Regions from separate parts of the Rattus norvegicus genome. Here all the other regions are linked to region 2. A link is a contact called in public Hi-C data. All regions are on one chromosome and are shown on one strand. The core of a region is the stretch at or near the end of the contact, and the rest is flanking DNA. Distances in the headings are between cores, read along the strand shown.

Region 1 (4,204 bases), core at 1,434-3,933, 140 kb after region 2:
CCTGCTAAGTGCTGCAGGTATAAGCATGCATCAACATTTTGGCTTCTGCAAGTATATTTTTATATGGTGTGCTTCTATCATTTACACTCACTAAAATAATTTTGTTCTTTAAGCAAAAACGAATCTAAAATGACTGAGATATGGCATGTATGCAAAGTGAAAAAACCAAACTCCGTATATATCTTGATAAACATTCATGTGTGTAAATACTCATATAATTTATCCATTACCTAGGTCAAGGTCAGAACGGAGGAAATGAGATGAGCAAACAGTCTAGACAGACGGAGCAGCATAAGCAAAGCCACAGACACAAGAAATGATACAAGTTACGAGTGGCTAATCCCTCCATCCTCTAACTGGAAAGCTGTCAAACAGTCAACCGAAGTATTTAAATTCGTAATACATTGGGTCAAAGGGAGGTGTCAAGGTAATTCACATGTGAACATACTTCACAAACACAACTGAAAATTTTTACCTTAAGATAGGGCAAATTATTAATACAAGTTGAAAGGAACTATCGACAATAACTTCAAGTTGAAGGGGAGAAGCCAGACGCAGGTGAATCGGTTCTTTGCCTTGATGACCAAATCCAAAGCAATTTTATAGGCTCTATTTAAATTTAACATTATAAACATTTTTTTAAAAAAAGAATGTAAGCGGCAATAGCTTGATGTAGGTCCAAATGCAAATTTGTTTATGTCTTCAAGAGTCAACAAAAGAGGGAATCTAACAAGTTTCTAAAAAGGCCCTCTTGGGAGTTTGCAGTAGACTGAATTTAAGAGACAATAATAGCTAATATGTATTGAGTTGATATATTATTGGTGGTGCACTACCTCATCTAATTACCACAACACCATATGAAGTCCACACTACTATTACCAGGAAAACTGGAAAACTGACCAGAGAAGGTATGTAATTTCTCAAGGTCATATAATGACACAAAGTCAAATGAAAACTGTTATTCTGAGCATTATGTACCTCCAACCACTTCACTACAGGAGAAAAGACCAGATAGACTAAAGGAAGACTCTGAAGAGAGCATACACACTGTGGATAAACACATGGAGGGGCACAGGTGATTCCTGTGCATAGGTACCACATGTTCTTACATGAGAATACTCATATATCATATGTTCCTATCCACACTTCCATAGCTACTAGATCAGGGTGGGTACAAAACTGTAAACAGCAAGAAGAAAAAGACTGGTCTATAAATTCTTCTGATGACTTTTTTCCCCTCTAAGTCTCTAAGCCTTATTTAAAAATCTGTTGTGCATGAAAAATGACTTTTTGAATATGTAAGACTCTCTCACAAGATACCAAAGGCAAAACATGTCTGCTTTTGAAATCTGAGGTAGAAAGAACAGGGACAGCATTGTCTGATTGCAAGTTCAGGATCTTATCTGGAGTCTGACACAGACCAGTTAGGTGACTTAGGTTATGAAACATAACCTTTCTGGCCTTAAGCATGTGATCTATAGAACCCATGGGTTGGTGGAAATAACTTGGTACACCCCTTCCTACAGTATGATTTACTACTTCTTGTCAGGAAGGAGAAGGCGCTGGTATGGAGACAAGGATAGAGAAGAGCTGAAATCCAAGCAGATGAGGAGTTTTAAGGTTTTGAAAGACGGCTTGGACCCCGAGGCCGTCAATTCTATTGTCCCAAGTTAACATTTGTGCATCCACACGTTTTTCTCTGCTCAAATTCAGGGCAATTTGTGGAGGAGGGTAAGGGGGAGGGAAAGGTAGGAAGGGGAGAGGGAGGGAGGGAAGGAAGAAGGGAGGGAGGGAGGGAGGGAGGGAGAGAGAGAGAGAGAGAGAGAGAGAGAGAGAGAGAGAGAGAGAGAGAGAGAGAAAGGTACACCATGAAGACAGATGTCCAAGGCACAGCCACGGCTTTATTGTACCTGTACTCAAGACCAAAAAGACTGAGTTATTTTAAAAAAGGAGGTGAAAAAAATCTGTTTGTACACATAATCAAGCTTTTTAATAGTTACCAGATAGCAAATTTGATTTTCATTTTTAAATGACTACCTTTTATATAATTGGCTCTCAAACTTTTATTTAATTATCCATTTACTATATGTATGTATCGTGTATTTATGTGCGCGCATGTATGTTTCTGTGAGACCCGGGGTGGAAGTGTGTGCAGGTTAGAAAACAACTTTGTGGTTTCCGGGTATCGAACTGAAATTCTCTCCCTTGGCTGCCACGGCTCTATTGAGCCACCCAACAGGCCCTCTCAAAACTTTCTAACTTTATGAAAAGCATCACATGCCTCAGCCTGAAGAAGTTTATCAAACATTTGGTAACGTTAAGGATCTGAAGGTTTCCTACCTCTGAGGAGAAATAAAGGGCAAACAGAAGATTAAAATGAGTCCTATTTCGGCATAAAGAAAGCTGGCAACCGCCGCCCATTGGATTGTCATGGTTTGTTTTCTTCACACCTATACAGAGAAAGATTTCAATTTCAGAAAAACATGGGTGAACGGACAGACACGCGGCGCGGGCCCCGGAGGAAGTCCATCTAACCCCGGGTGACGAGGCTGTGTGCCGGACGGCCCCGCAGGCTCTCCCCCGGCCCCATGGCGGCCCCGGGCGGTCCGACGCCGCGGCCGGAGCCTCCAAACACGTTCATCAGCGGAGCCGCCCTCCGCTAGTCAGGCTTACCCGCCGCCGATCGCTCCGCGTGCCCCGCCGCCCGCCTGCGCGCGCACGTCACACGCCGCTGGGAGCGCGCCAAGCCCGGCTGAGGTCACACTGGCGCGACCGCGCTTTCCACGGCCGTTGTTTCCTGGTGCGCGGCGTGAGGTGACTGAGGCTCCTTCACGCGGGCTCGGTACCCGCGAAGGGTGCGGCTGATCCCAGATGATGGAAGCCAGTTGTTTGGCTGGGGTCAGATCCGGCCAGGTGCTCTATGGTGGCAACTTGCCTCCCTGCCCTGAATTAACCTAAATTTAAGCTAAGGCCCAGGCCTTGGGGTTTGTGGAGCATTTTGTTCTTGAGACAGAATGTGTTTTGCGTGCTGTTTTCCTTGTCCATCGGTAGGACCAGGCAGCTTCAGGGAGCTAGCTGTTTGGGAACTGCATGGGTATACTCGTTTATCTAACCATATTCTGTTAGATAACTAGATAGGCCCTAGAAACCAAACCATTGAGGGTGGACTTCCTCAGGGTTAACTTTGCATTCTACCTCCGGTTTCCATGGTGACACTAGAAAGAAAAACCTAACAACTGGCCCTCCTTAGGTTTTCTGGCCAATTCCTGGAATAGTCCTGCTCTATGTGGAGACCTGACATCTTGATCTGCTCCAAAGATACTATTGTCTCCTCCCTTAAGCTGGCCAGGAGTCCGCTACCCAGGAAATCTGATTCACTTGGAGACATGTTGAAGAGGTGGGAGGAATGATTATTCCATTAATAAGAAAAGAAGCAGCACTTACACATCCCAAGATGGCGGTCCTTGAAGGAGCCTCCTTATGCTGTGTGGCAGTAGTAAGCTTGCTTGGTTTTCTGTGTTGTAATTCAGAAAAGTCTAACACCTGCCTTTGTTTGTTTTTCTTTAGTGGATGGCCAAAAGCCTAAGCTAGATTTTTGTTGATACTGGGCTTTCTCATTCTCTGAATGCCTGTCCCCTCCCGGAACTGCTGGTAGACCTCCATTTCTGAACAAGGCAGTGTTATTGGACCCTTTATGCCTAAAGGTGTAACTTTTGTCTCTTCCGGTTCTCCATCCCCTTGGATACCGTGTTTGTTTTTTACTGCAAATTAATAAGATTGTCCTTTAAAAAAGCCTTGGCACTCTTTTATTAACAAGACTAAGAATCTAAAAGGGAGCTCTAAATACCTCCAGGTTTTCAACATATGTGAATACACTTATTTTATTTATATATATATCTTTGCAAATCTCAGAAATGTAACAAAGTAGAGCAGAATAGATAGAAAAAACTAAAGTGACTTAGGAAAGCAAAGAAGCCTTTAGGAGTCCAGTAGACGTCTCATGCCCACTGAAAGCCAAGAATTCAGCAAAGTTAGCAAAATTTGCTGTAATAATTGCCTTCATGATATTAATTAGAAAAATTTTAAATTTTCATAAAATGACAGTGAACCATGCTTAAAGCCTGTCTATATATGAGTACTGGCCTTTCCCCTTTATAAGCTATAACCTTTTTTTCTCCCAGGACTTCCAAGTTTATGGTGGAAG
Region 2 (4,266 bases), core at 6-2,505:
AGAAGAATAGGAATTATTTTTTAAAATATTATACTCCCTTTTGTTCAGCTGCTTTGTAGCCGCTCAAACTCTTTATCGTGATTTTCAAAGTCTTGAAAAAGGTAACTTGTATTTTCCTTCTCAACTTAGGACTAACTAAGCTACGGACATTTGGTCTTCTCTATATCTTCCTACCATTCCAAAGTGGGGGGGGGGGGCCCTTTTCCTGGTACTCTCTGAAATTTCTTACTCCATAAGCACCTGTTTCTTAAAGTACTCACCACAATCTATAAGGAGCTTTTAAAAAAGAAACCAACCTGTCTGCCTCCTTTGACAGAATGCAAACTCGAAGACAAGGACGTAGTCCTATTGTTTACTATCCCATCATTCTATCTCCAAGCCTACAAGTATCTGCATGCAATTACATAACTAAGTGGTGTTTGAAGACTGCGCGCATCTCAGTCAATTCCTAAAGAAAAAGCCTTTCCTCCTGCTTGGCGATATAACTGTCTGAAGCACTCAAAGCCAAGCGCTAAAACTAAAACCAAGAAAACGAAGCCAGCAGAAACGAGGTTTGAAGCTACTCGCAATATAAGATGAAAATATCTTGATCTTAAAAATTCTGTATATATCCCCAAAAGATGCGAAAGAACCACGGCCGAAGGGCGGGGCATGCTTTGAGTTCAGGTAGAAAAAAGATGCTCCACTTATAAGTTCGAAAACTATATCCGCCTTTATTCTCTAACTACCAGTCCGCGAAAAGCCAACAAGACAATAACCACAGGAGATGACCACTACAGCAGCCGCCCGAAGCTGAGAAGCAGCAGGAAGTCTCCAACCCACTCTCGCCCACAGTCCGGACGCTTCTCCAATTCCGAGAGTGGAAAACACCCGCCTATTTCCCCAGCACAAAGTGCAAAGCAACCGGAATGAGAAAAACAAAAACAAAAACACAACAAAACTGGGGCCGTCCCTTTCCAAGAAGCCTGCGCTGCGAAGGGTTCCGAAACGAGCTCAGCGGCACCAAAGAAGCGGTGCTGCCGGTCTCGAGGATGGAGGCACCGCTCCGAGGGTAGGCCGGGAAGCAGCAGGCCCAGTCCGGGACCGGGCCTGAGCTTGCTTCCTCTCCGCCACGTCCCGGCGCACTGGGGCGAGCGTAGCCTCTTGTGCCTGCTGGGCGACCAGTCCCACACGAGCCACGGGGGCAAGAAACTAGGACCCCCGCTGCCTCCGCCTCCTTACCAGTGTGATCCATGATTCGGCTCGCAGGGTACAGTGGGAGCGGAAGTGAGTCGCTCCGGAGTCGCAGCAAGCGCGTGCGCCCTACCTTCCGGAGCGCAGAGGCGGAAGTGCGCTGGGACTGCTCTCACTGGCTTCCCTTCCTAACCGCACCATCCGACTTTGGTGAGGGAGTCACACATAGGCAGGACTGAGGCAGGAAGAGAGGGGACACGAGGGCTCTGGTGCCGAGACTTCTAATTCTCCCCAGAGGCTGCCCTCAGCTGTAGGAAGGATATCTATTGCAGTGGGAGAGCAATAGGAACCAGAGGGAAGCGAGGCAGGCAGGTAAGCCGCCGCCCACCCCCTGCGGCGCGAGGCCTTCTGGGATTTGTAGTCCACCCAGAGTGCAGTCTCAGCCGTTAGGCTGGTCCCACCCCACCGGGCGGAGTAACGGTTTGGAATGCCCCCCGGATCCGCCGCTGGGTATAGAGAAGTGTAAACACGCGCGCTCCGTTCTTGCCCGAGGGAAGCTGAGTTAGGTGCTGGGAGGGAGGAAAGGTTCTTATTGCCTAATCAGGCTTTGTCCTGATGAGCCCCAACGCCCACTCGACACGCGCGTTCGCCCTGGCTCTTACCGTAGTTTCTCAAACTGAAATGCGTGTATAATGCTGACTAGCCCCTCGCTCTAGAGAACACCAGGCGCCTCTAATCCCTGCAAAAGCTGTAGGGAGTTCCAGGTTGTCCCGGTCCATCGAGGATGCAAGGCAGTTGTGTGCAGAGAAGGTGAAGGAGGGAGGATAGGAACCGATGGAGTCGGAGGGAAAGCGTTAGGGCTTGGGCAGAGGGAAGAAATGAGAAAGGGCAGGCCCCGACTGAGGAAAAGAGAGTTACCAAAACAGGCGGTACCTAGTTCCAGTTCTTGGTCCCTGGGGTCTGTGGTTGCTGCTTTCATCTTGCTCAGCCAAAACAAAAGCAAGTGTCAACGGCGATTGGTGAGGACCTTCAGAGCACCCCCCACCTAGATTTGGCTCATAATAGGTCTTCTCCCCTCTCCAGCCCTTCACACTTGAAGCTCTCAGATGAGTAGAAAGGAGCACAATTAGTGGAAAACATCAGCCTAGGAGTCAAGGGATTTGGGCTCTATGGTCGTCCCTTGGTGACGACATTGTTACCTTGGGTTGTTCACGCTTTCAGTGCCAGAGTTCCTAGATCAATAAAACATTATTATATTGGCCTCTTTTAAAAAAATGTTTTCACAGTACTCAATTCTGAATAAAGTATGTGTAGCAATGTGTTCTGTGCGTTGCACAGTAACAACTGTGACTAACGCTGCAGTGATCATAGTTTAACATGTTATTTAGTGATTGTCTTCATTGTGGTCTTTTCAAAGACTCCCACTCATTGCGCCTTTACAAACAAGGTTGTAGGTACACTCAAGAACATTTTTAAGTCGATGTCCTTTTGGTTTTGTCCTTGTTAAAATGTAAATTTCTGTACTACTGGGTGTTTTTCACAATTTTTCAGTTGCTAGGATTATGGCAGGGGGTAGGTACTGAAGCTTAACCTTTCTCTGATAAATCTCTAAATATAGTGCTGACACGCTGGGGTATTTAACAACTGTCTGATAAAAAAGAAACTGGGACAAATGGCTAACTGTGGTATCTATTAGCATGCCATCGAATGGTGCTAGCCTCCAGGAGGCTTTCTCAATATCACAATATCACAAATACCTGTGGTTCTTTTCAGCCCCGTGGACCCCACTGTCTCCCCTAAACTTCAGCTTGTGGGCTTCCCTCCCCCTAGCTTCTCTCCCCTCCCCTCCCCTCTCTCATTCTCATTTTCCTCTCTTGCCCCTATTTCCTCTCATGGCTAGGTCCAAACCTCTGGCCATGTTTGGTCTACCACTTTCCCTGCTCAGGACTCTTCCAGATGCTGTCCTCTCCCTCATATCTACAGTAAAAACCTTCCTCTCGACCACACCTCAGAGAGGTCATGCCTTCAGTTTATACATCTGGTGCTGAAAACCTCACTTTATACAACAACTTAGACTGCCAAGGAGGTAGTTTTTACCCAGGAAGTGCTTTTTATCCATCACCTCCATCAAACGTAAGATTGATTAAAAACTATAGGTTAATAATAATGACTTAATACTAGAGAAGTAGGATTTAAAAGAACTTTAGATTGTACCTATAGACTGTTACATTTTGCAGGATTTTATGATATACTGTTAGGAAGTCCTCTGGAGTATCCTGCCATGGTGGAGCATGCTTATAAAGCCCTTGGAAGACTGAGGCAGGAGGATTGCAAGGTCAAAGGCAGCCCGAGTGGCAAGTAACAACACTTGCCGAGGGCTTGCTTTAGTAAAACCCGGAATGTTTATCCAATGTGGCCTTGCCATGGACGCCCTCCTTCTTCTGTGTCTGCTTTCTTCTCCCATCTATTAGAGTTGCCATGTTCTATCAGGGCAGGAGCGGTGTGACAAGACGGTCTCCTAAGTTCCTGTTAGATTATATACAGCCGACACGGTGCTTTCACTTTTCATTTTCTATTAGCTGTAAAGCTAATGAGTGTTTTTGTGGCATTTCCCTCTCTGTATGATGTACTCTGACGGTACTACCCTTTCTAGTATGCACTTCCAGTTTCCCTCCACCTCCCTAATAGTTTCCCTCACTACCATGTCCCCTACATCCCACGGATAAGAGGGACTTTGGGATGCTTAGCTTTGTAATACCGGTTTTGTCCATTTCCCTGTAAGTTCCATAACTTTGTCCTTATGATTGAATAGTGTTCTATGTGTGAAAGGAACATTTTTTTAATCACCCATCTGTTACTGGATACCTTGGCTGTGTTGGCTAGTGAGTATTGTCACAGTAAAATGAATGTGCAGATATCTGTATAGTAAGTTAACTGATTCATCTAGCCATAGTCCCAGAAGTGGCATAACTGGGTCATGTGGGAATTCCATTTTTAAAGGAACCTCCACACTGTTTTCCATTCCAAGCCGTGGTATATAAGTTTTCCTCCCCTTCCCAATCCTCACCAACATTTGTTGCTTCTTGATTTCTT
Region 3 (4,466 bases), core at 1,113-3,612, 160 kb after region 2:
TTAATTTTCAGGATTGGAAAAAAACTATTATTGTAATTTCATCTTTCATGAGCTTGTGAACGCAGAAATAATTCTAGCTTCTTTCCCTTTCTTGCCAATTTCTGCCTCTACTTACAGGATCAAGAGATGTGAAAGATTGCATGGGGTAGTTTTTGAGAAGATATAGAAGACCACTAGGTTTTCCTCTAGTGTGTGTCATGTTATGGTTTGGTTGTTACTGTTTTGCTTATTTTTTGAGACAGGATCTTGCTATATCCACAGGCTAGCTCACATAGTTGCAAAGCTAGCCTTTGTGGTGCTGGGATTACACCAGCATGGAGGCGTGCCTCCGTGACCAACTTCCTATTAGTTTTTAATTTCATGCATTTTACTTTCATGATAAAGCAAGGAATCTGACTTGAATTACTTCCCGTACAATACTTTGTATGATGGACAATCTGAAAAATTCCATTTGGGAAAGTTAGGTGGCGCTAATAGAAATTTGTATTTCAAAATAAATCCTGGTGTTTTGAGGCTGGAGATATGCCTCAGTCAGTGGTTAAGAGTATGGACTACTCTTGCAGAGGATCTGAGTTCAGTTCCTAGCACCCAGGTTGGGAGGATCATGTCCACTTCTATGCTCAGCCTCAGGGGATCCTATACCTCTGGCCTCTGAGGGAACTTGTACTCACACACATATTCATCTACACACACACACACACACACACACACACACAATTAAAAAAAAGAAATCTTGATACTTTTATTCTAGGTTTTTATGAATCAGAAGGCAGACAAAACTTTATTATTTAAAAAAAATTAAATATATTACCAGTGAAGATGTTCAGTTATTACCAAGTAAAGTGCACTGTAAATAACTTTTATGCCAGAGATCCAAGTGATAAAATTGTTTAATATTCCCCATCTTGTACTTAAAGCTTTTGATTTCATGTTTTTTGTTTTGTTTTTTTATATTCTGTTTTGGCCTTGGTAATCTACAGCCAGATAAAAGCTAACCTTATAAAAGGCTAATTGTTCAAAATTCAGTCTTTAACCTTTGGTAGTAAGCTAAACGAACACAAGGCCAACATACTTAGGGATGCCATGGCTGGCAAGAAATCTTTGGAAGTGTCAACACTGTGCAGAGGAAAAGGGGAGTGTAAGTAAGCTGAGTCAGAGATGATCTATGTCGATAAGGCTGTAAACCGCTAAGAGATTATTACAAAGGAGGGAAGAATCTTAAACATTACAGAAACGTACACATTAGGACGTGGTGAGTGGCAATGGCGTCATTACTGACTTTCTAAAGCATGATTTTTTTTCTTACTCATTCTTGTGGTCAGACTAAACGGCAAAATCTCCTTCAGAATGAAATTTTCTGAATATGCTACAGCTTTCAATCTTGATAGTAAATTAGGATGATCTAGAAGCTTTTAAGAATCAAGATGCTTAAGTCACACCCATGATCACAATAGCTCTCTGGACTTACGGGATGAAGGTAAAGTTCTCCGAAGCACTCAGCACTGGGGCATAATATTTTGGTCAAATGTGCTTCTACACCCAGAATTTCTTTTAGAGTAGAGATAAATTTTTTTTTTTAAACTCGTGCTGGTGTGTACAGTGGGCGTTAAAAACTTTATTGCATATTAATATGTGGACTAAAGTTAATCCTTTTGTGTAAAAAATAAGAACGCTAAGGGAAGAAAATCATCTAATAATTCAGATAATGTTATTTGTCGTGGATGATTATTATAAACAAAGTAGTTTTATAAACTATGAATACTGAAATCTAATGTAATACTAGGCGCGCTGTCTCAGGCAACTGATCCTATTTGCATCGTGACTGAGGTCAAACAAATGATGGAAAATCTTCTGATTAATGCAAAATGCAGTGTAGCTCCAGACTCGCTCATCTAATAGTTACGAATATTTAAGCGTCTTTATTTCTAAGGTACTTAGGGCAGAGCTTAACAACTATTCTTCCCCAGCATATCCCGCCTGCTACCGGGGCTTGCCACTCAAGGCGTGGACAAGGTAAGGCTGAGCAGCCCTTAGCTCCCACGTGCTGGGCGAGGAGGGCCGTGATGCTCCTCTTTCCCACGCCGGAGGCCGGCGTTCTCAGGCCCAATACTTGCGTTGGAGATCGGCGTGGTAGCTACGTCCCGAGCGGAATGGGAGAAGGCCCGGGCGGCAAAATTTCTTTTATTGCACGGAGGGAATGGACCACTTAGATCCCCAAACTCACCCTAGGCTGGCCAGGTGGGGCGGCGCCTTGATTCTGCGTCACTTGGAGGGCGGGGCGATCGCAAGACGTCATCAACCCGGTACTTGCCAACATGGAAGGTGGAGACAGCACAGTCTCGGTGGCAGGCCGTGGGGCTTCGGGTTCCGCAGCAGTGGCGGCGACCGTGCAGGAGCTCTTGCAGGACGGTAAGGCGTCGGACGGTGGCTGGGCCCGGGTCGCTTTGCCTTGCGCAGAGCCTGAGAACCCTACCGGTCGCCTTGCATAAAGTTTTCTGGTCTGGACTTGGCCACTCCCCTCTGCCCGGCCCCCCAGCGTACGGGATTGTCATGTCCACGCGTTTCCCGGGGGATGTGTTCCTCTCTTCCCGTGGGTGTCTTGGAACACCAGGTTTCCAGTTGCTGGGGTTTGCACTAGACCCTGATGCGCCCAGAACTTCTTTGTAGTTTCCGGACCCTGCACGACATGGTCGGGGCTGACAGCCGCAGCCGCTGCCCAGTTCCTGACCAAATATTGTACTGTCCATGCCCAGAAGTGTGAACTCACCCTAGGTGACAAACTGCTGCTTAAGGAAAGGAATGGAGAACACAAAAAGTAGAGTTGGAAACACCTGTGTTCAATTCTTGGGCTATGTAGATGCCTCTTACAGTGTATTATCCATACGTGTCGAATATTGAAGTCAGGATTGCTGGTAGCTTGAAGAGAAATTGTCCCAAGTAAGTTAACTATGTTTCTTTCTATAACTACTGTAGTACGCTTGAAAAACAAGTTCAGTTGTTCAGTCTGAGAGGCAGAGCAAAATTCACTTTGCCAAAGGTATTAGGCCTTAACCACTCCAATTTTTTTTCCTAGTGGGAACTAAGTTCTATCATCTATTAAGAGCGTTTATATTTATCACCTTAATTGTTTCCGAGGCATTGCATCCCCTCCAACACCCCCTCTTTTTGAGACAGGGTCTCTCTACTTAGCCCTCACTGTTTTGGAACTTGATCAGTCTAGCCTCGAACTCACAGAGATACACCCACCTCTGTCTACCAACTGCTGGGATCAAAGGCATAGGCTACCAAGCCAGGCATAAAAACCTCTTTTTATATTCCAGAGTTAAAACCAGTATTCTGCATACAGTAGGTACAGATTTTTTTTTTTAAATTGCCACCTAAGAGTGGCTTATAAAGGATCAAACTAAAATTTAAATTATGGTGTTTTCCCTGACTGTTGAAATTTTTTTATTGCCTTTATCATTTATCTTTTCATGAGATACATCTTTTCAAGACGAATGATGTTTTCAGAACTAGGTTGTGGTGGATTCAAAGTTTCGGCCTGATGCACCTTATCTTTAATTTAATTATCTTAAATTTTAATTAAAATTAAAATTTAGCCAAGTTTATAAATCCTGAAGTGTGTGTGTGTGTGTGTGTGTGTGTGTGTGTGTGTGTTTTAATAGCTCTCCAGCCTTTGAGCTTAAAGTGAACTTAAAACCATGCTTCCTTTTTTCCCTTCTACGGTTTCAAATACAATAAATAAAGTCTCTGCAATTTGATACAATTAAATAAAGTCTTTTGTCTTAAAGACATCCCATTCCTTTGTGCGCTGGAGTTTATTCCTGTTTAGATCCTAAACACTCCCATTCTATAACATTAAAGTCACTTTGTAAAGGTCCTCAATGGTTCCTTGGAGGTAAATCAGATGGACACTTTTGGTTCTTACCCTATTTAAACTTGTAAAAAGGCTTGGCTCTTTTCCTGAAGTAATTTGTCATATGATATAAGGGTCCCACACTGTTTGTTTGTTTTTCAAGACAGGGTATCTCTACGTAGCTCTGGCTGTCCAGGAACTTAATCTGTAGACTAGGCTGGTCTAGAACTCAGAGATTTACCTGCCTCTGCCTCCCTAGTGCTGGGATTCAAGACCTGCACCACTACTGCTCGCTTGCTTGCTTATTTATTTATTTATTTATTTATTTATTTAAATTCCTAAATCTGTAGGTGTCCTTCAGTTTCCCCAAATGTACCTGAAAATATGAACATTTTGTTCAGTAACCAGTTCCCTATGTTGAGGATAGGATAGGATTGATAGGCTCAGTGAACAGATGCAGAATTTGAAAATTTGTGAACAGTTTCTGATTTTTCTCTCATAAAAATATCACAAAAGAGAAAAATTATGTGATTTATTCTGGAATATCAACCATTGAACAATCTGATAGTCAATTGTAGCATCTTTGGGAGATTGTAGTTACCACTTCCTT
Region 4 (4,651 bases), core at 349-2,848, 150 kb before region 2:
CACATCTTCTTGGGGCTATTAAGTGGGTTTTCTAATATAAAACTTCTGAAACGATGGATCATGACTGAAAATGGGGCTTAGGATTGCTGGTGATGCCATTGTGCCCAGGCCTTTATGTGGGAGTCAGGATCCAAAGTCAGTTTCTCATGCTTGCTCAGTAAGTGCCTCACCGAGTGTTCTACTCCACGCAGTCCCCTCGATGTCTATGTCTCTGACTGAATATGTTCCTAATTACTTTCTGTAAGTGCACATAGCCAATTATTTATTTTACTTTTTAAGGCTGTATTCATCATACTTTATGCTATGGATGTTTTGCCTGCATGTGAATTATGTGCACCGTGTCTGTTACACGCCCTGCAACTGGAGTTAGGAATGGTTGTAAGCCATCATATGGTGGGTCTTGGGATTTGAACATGAGTTCTCTGTAAGAGCAATAAGTTCTCTTGGCCTCTGAGCCATCTCTCCTGCCCTGACAATGTTTTTTTAAGTTTATCTTTTTGCTTTGTTTTGTTGGGTTTTTGTTGATGGTGTTTTTTTGATTTGGGGTTTTTTTTCTTTTTTGTTTGTTTTGTTTTGTTTTGTTGTTTTCTGTTTTTAGATGGAGACTCCCTATGTCACCATAGCTGGTCTGGAGCTCACTGTATAGAACAGGCTGGCCTCAGATCTGCAGTGATCTGCTTGCTCCTGTCTTTCAAATGCTGGGGTGACAGGTGTGAGCCGGCTTGCCCTCTTTGTCTTTTAAGTTTGAGTTTGTCTTCTAAGAAGGCAATTATAACCTGCCCTGAACCGATGGAGTTCTAACCCAGGAGTAGCTAACAGAGCAGCATGTAGCAGCCACGGTTTGTACAGTGTGCACAGAGTGCTGTGAAGAATATGCCATTTTGTTGCTTTTTTACTGTTTGGGGATAATTTAAAACATACTTCGAAGAGACAAACTAGCATAATGGTCCCTTGCGTCTCTCCCCCAGTTTCAACAGTGACTAAATTGTGACCAATATTTCTTCATCTTGCCACTATCTGTAGCTGTCCTCCTGTTTTGTTTTGAGGGAAACCCCAGTCATCAGACCTTTTGTGCACAAGCAGTTCAGGATACAACTACAAAGGGGAAGAATTTTGAACCAGAGTTATAAAAAAAGAACACATACTTTAAATTTTACATGTTAGCAAATAATGTGTCATCGTTCAAATTTTAAGATTTGCTTTATAACATTACAATGTCCTTCAAATACACAAAGCAGTGTCTTTACAAACCACCGAGGTGAGATTATCATCTGGCACTTAACGGCTGAAGAAAGTAAGGCTTAGGGTGTAAAAGACTCTGCTCCGTTTGTATGCTTTAGAAGAAGTAGAAAATAGGCAGAAACAGAAACTTGCAGCTACCGCTGACTGACATGAACGGTGGGTTTGAAGGACTGATGTAACTCACAGGAGGGAACCCTGACGGGCATGGGGTTATCCACAATAACCCTATGAAGATTTCCCACGCTCTGTGATGCATCAGAATTCCAAAGAGAAGGTCACTTCAAGAGCCTGTGTAAGAAGGATACCAGAAACACCAAGGGATCCTGAACGCCCTATATGGGTGTGATGTGTATTATGACCAGCAGAGGGCAGCAGTGTAGCAGTAACAGCAGGCTCTGTAGAGCCCTGGCTCCACCAGGACGGATCTGGCCTTCACTCCTGACAGCTCAAACCTGTCATCAGGCCTTTCTCCTCTGATCACTCCAAAGGTGAGTGGAAGCACCGAGGTAAAGGGGTCTTGAGGACACTCTTTCTCAAAGTATGTCTCATATCCTCAGACTGCGGTTTGAAAGCTCAGTTAAGATGATAGGTTTGGGGTGTCTCGGTGTGAGTAATGTAAAATGTCTCAGAAATGTCGATTACATGTTAAAATAATAATATCGTATTTAATTAGTTAAAAATCTCCCTCCTTCCCAACACGCATGCACACATCTTGCTGTGTAGCCTTCATTGGCTTTGAATTCATAATCCTCCTGCCTCAGCCTCCCAAATGCTGTGTAGTGATTACACGTGTGAAAACACACCCAAGACCCCTGTACCTTTTTTATTAAAAAAAATGGCAGTTAGAATAATTTAAATTCATATATGTGGCTTTTATCTGTCAGTTCATCTGTGGCTATCACTTTATCTGAGTTGGACATCTCTGCTCTGAAAACTATGGGTGAGACAGGCTGACTCCATGACAGGCTTCAAATTGGCAGTTCAGGAGACTAGGCCTACATCTCAAGTTCCCAAGAAATGGGCAAATCCGGGCAAGTCCAGGCCGTGCCCCGCTGGCCTGAGGCAAGGCCAATGGGTCAGCAGCAGTTTCCATACTTCCTCAGCAACAATTTCCCACCGCCCACACCCCAACAATGGTTCTGGAAAATCTCTAGAGATGGAGCCAAATTAAGATGGGAGTCACCTACCCATCCCTGGAATTCCCCTAACGTGTTTGAAATCAGGACAACGAGCTCATTGGGGCACTTCCATTATGGTAATGGTAGACTTCAGCATGCTGGACTGCTGCGGAATAAAGCACTTTGCTTTCGCATACTATTTGTGTCCAGGGTATCATTCTTACACCAGTAGAGCTTGTTACTTGTTACTCAAGCATGGCCACACTCAGTAGTTCACAGACTTAAAACACAGGGAGAAGGAGAAGGAGAAGGAGAAGGAGAAGGAGAAGGAGAAGGAGAAGGAGAAGGAGAAGGAGAAGGAGGAGGAGGAGAAGGAGAAGGAGAAGGAGAAGGAGAGAGAAGGAGGAGAAGGAGAAGGAGAGAGAAGGAGAAGGAGAAGGAGAAGGAGAAGGAGAAGGAGAAGGAGAAGGAGAAGGAGAAGGAGAAGGAGAAGGAGAAGGAGAAGGAGAAGGAGAAGGAGAGAGAAGGAGAAGGAGAAGGAGAAGGAGAAGGAGAGAGAAGGAGGAGAAGGAGAAGGAGAGAGAAGGAGAAGGAAAAGGAGAAGGAGAAGGAGAAGGAGAAGGAGAAGGAGAAGGAGGAGGAGGAGGAGAAGGAGAAGGAGAAGGAGAAGGAGAAGGAGAAGGAGAAGGAGAAGGAGAGAGAAGGAGGAGAAGGAGAAGGAGAAGGAGAAGGAGAGAGAAGGAGGAGAAGGAGAAGGAGAGAGAAGGAGAAGGAGAAGGAGAAGGAGAAGGAGAGAGAAGGAGAAGGAGAGAGAAGGAGAAGGAGAAGGAGAAGGAGAAGGAGAAGGAGAGAGAAGGAGAAGGAGAAGGAGAAGGAGAAGGAGAGAGAAGGAGAAGGAGGAGGAGGAGGAGGAGGAGGAGAAGGAGAAGAAGAAGAAGAAGAAGAGGAAGAGGAAGAGGAAGAAGAAGAAGAAGAAGACATGTTTATTCTCTTTAGATTTGCATAAATGAGAGACATTGCACTGTTTTGCTCCAAGCACATCATTAGAATAGGTTAAATTAAAAGGAATTTAGAGCAAATCCAAAGAAAGATATGGCATCGTGATAATTCAGAGTCCTAAAGGAAGCCATGCTTGTGTTTCGTTCTATCTCTGCACTATTCAATTCTAACTAGCTAACACATCGTTTTGCATAAAAGATGGGAGGGGGTGGGAACTCTGTCAACGGCAACAGAAAGTTCCCTAACTAGTACACCTTGGCATTAATGGAGTGGCAAACAAATAGTTAAAAACAAAGGTAGTGCTCTGTACCCAAATTCTGTGAGGGAGAGAGCTGGACTCTCAGAAATGTGGGAAAATCCTGAGAGCTCAGGGGAGACCACCTCTTCTGCTCACATTCCTGGCCCAAGAGGAACCGGCCTAGAGCCCTCTGGACACAGGCACCTAGGAGCAGTCAGGGACAGGATCCTTCCAGTCTCTGCCTGCCCCCAGAGCTGAAAGTCAGTCTCCAGGAGCGCTGACACACCTGAGAGCAGAGGTAAGACCACCACTTCTGCTACAAGGGACCCTCCTGGAGCCCTCAGGACACATGAACCTAGGAGTAGTCTGGGACAAGACCCTTCTGGTTTCTGCCTATGCCCAGAGATGACCCTGTGCCACAACTCTCTGTACCCAGATCCCACTGAGAGAAAGCCAGTCTCCAGGAGTGCTGACACACAGGCTTACAGGAAGGTCAAGCCACTGTCAGAGACAGCAAGACCAGCTAACACCAGAGACAACCAGATGACGAGAGGCAAGCACAGGAACCCAAGCAACAGAAACCAAGAGTACTTGGCATCATCAGTGCCCAATTCTCCCGCCAAAGCAAATACTGGATATCCAAACACACCAGAAAAGCAAGATTTGGATTTAAAAATCACATCTCATGATAATGATAGAGGACTTTAAGAAGGACATAAATAATTCCCTTAAAGAAATACAGGACACCCGCGGATCCCGGCCCGCAGCAGCTCTCTGCTCCCAGACCCCGTGAGAGAGAGAGACCCAACCGCCTGATCAGGTGGGCACTCCTGAGGCTGCAGAGCAGAGGAGACCACCAACACTGCCCACCCCTGCCCACATCCCTGGCCCAAGAGGCAACTGTATAAGGCCTCTGGGTTCCCGTAGGGGAGGGCCCAGGGGCGGCAGGACCCCTGCGCCTGAGACACCGCCGGAACCTGAAGGAAACAGACCGAATAAACAGTTCTCTGCACCCAAATCCCATGGTAGGGAGAGCTAAACCTTCAGAGAGGCA

Evidence for each region. A called contact is a pair of places that touch in the nucleus more often than the background predicts.
Region 1: a contact with region 2 is called in a Hi-C map of Schwann cells, with 3 times the contacts expected there. The contact joins the promoter of Bcap29 here to the promoter of Cbll1 in region 2. A contact is called at or near these places in 7 of 12 Hi-C or Micro-C datasets (the A7r5 cell line, the Rat2 cell line, Schwann cells and 4 more).
Region 3: a contact with region 2 is called in a Hi-C map of liver, with 2.7 times the contacts expected there. The contact joins the promoter of Dus4l here to the promoter of Cbll1 in region 2. A contact is called at or near these places in 3 of 12 Hi-C or Micro-C datasets (frontal cortex, hepatocytes and liver).
Region 4: a contact with region 2 is called in a Hi-C map of the A7r5 cell line, with 3 times the contacts expected there. The contact joins the enhancer-like site here to the promoter of Cbll1 in region 2. A contact is called at or near these places in 8 of 12 Hi-C or Micro-C datasets (the A7r5 cell line, hepatocytes, kidney and 3 more) and 1 of 1 datasets of contacts at active chromatin or transcription factors (oligodendrocytes).

The regions. Positions count from the first base shown.
Region 1 is chr6:53,947,513-53,951,716 of GRCr8, forward strand. Bcap29 (B-cell receptor-associated protein 29) reads right to left here and starts at 2,684. Exons shown (of 8, transcript NM_001006980.1): 1 at 2,674-2,684; 2 at 2,341-2,450. The coding sequence starts at 2,432. It overlaps LOC134479362 (a long non-coding RNA gene), which reads left to right and starts at 2,770. Exons shown (of 2, transcript XR_010052588.1): 1 at 2,770-2,913; 2 at 3,568-4,204.
Region 2 is chr6:53,811,530-53,815,795 of GRCr8, forward strand. It overlaps Cbll1 (Cbl proto-oncogene like 1), which reads right to left and starts at 1,256. Exons shown (of 6, transcript NM_001399563.1): 1 at 1,222-1,256. The coding sequence starts at 1,234. LOC102555378 (a long non-coding RNA gene) reads left to right here and starts at 1,408. Exons shown (of 4, transcript XR_001838366.2): 1 at 1,408-1,545.
Region 3 is chr6:53,967,688-53,972,153 of GRCr8, forward strand. Dus4l (dihydrouridine synthase 4-like) reads right to left here and starts at 2,363. Exons shown (of 7, transcript NM_001135803.2): 1 at 2,225-2,363. It overlaps Cog5 (component of oligomeric golgi complex 5), which reads left to right and starts at 2,295. Exons shown (of 22, transcript NM_001398787.1): 1 at 2,295-2,409. The coding sequence starts at 2,316.
Region 4 is chr6:53,665,368-53,670,018 of GRCr8, forward strand. No RefSeq gene overlaps it. Among named protein-coding and RNA genes, the nearest start is that of Dld, 15 kb to the left of the region's middle. Within about 2 kb of position 1,599, at least 2 of the 93 cell types and tissues checked have an H3K27ac peak or open chromatin away from gene starts, as enhancers often do.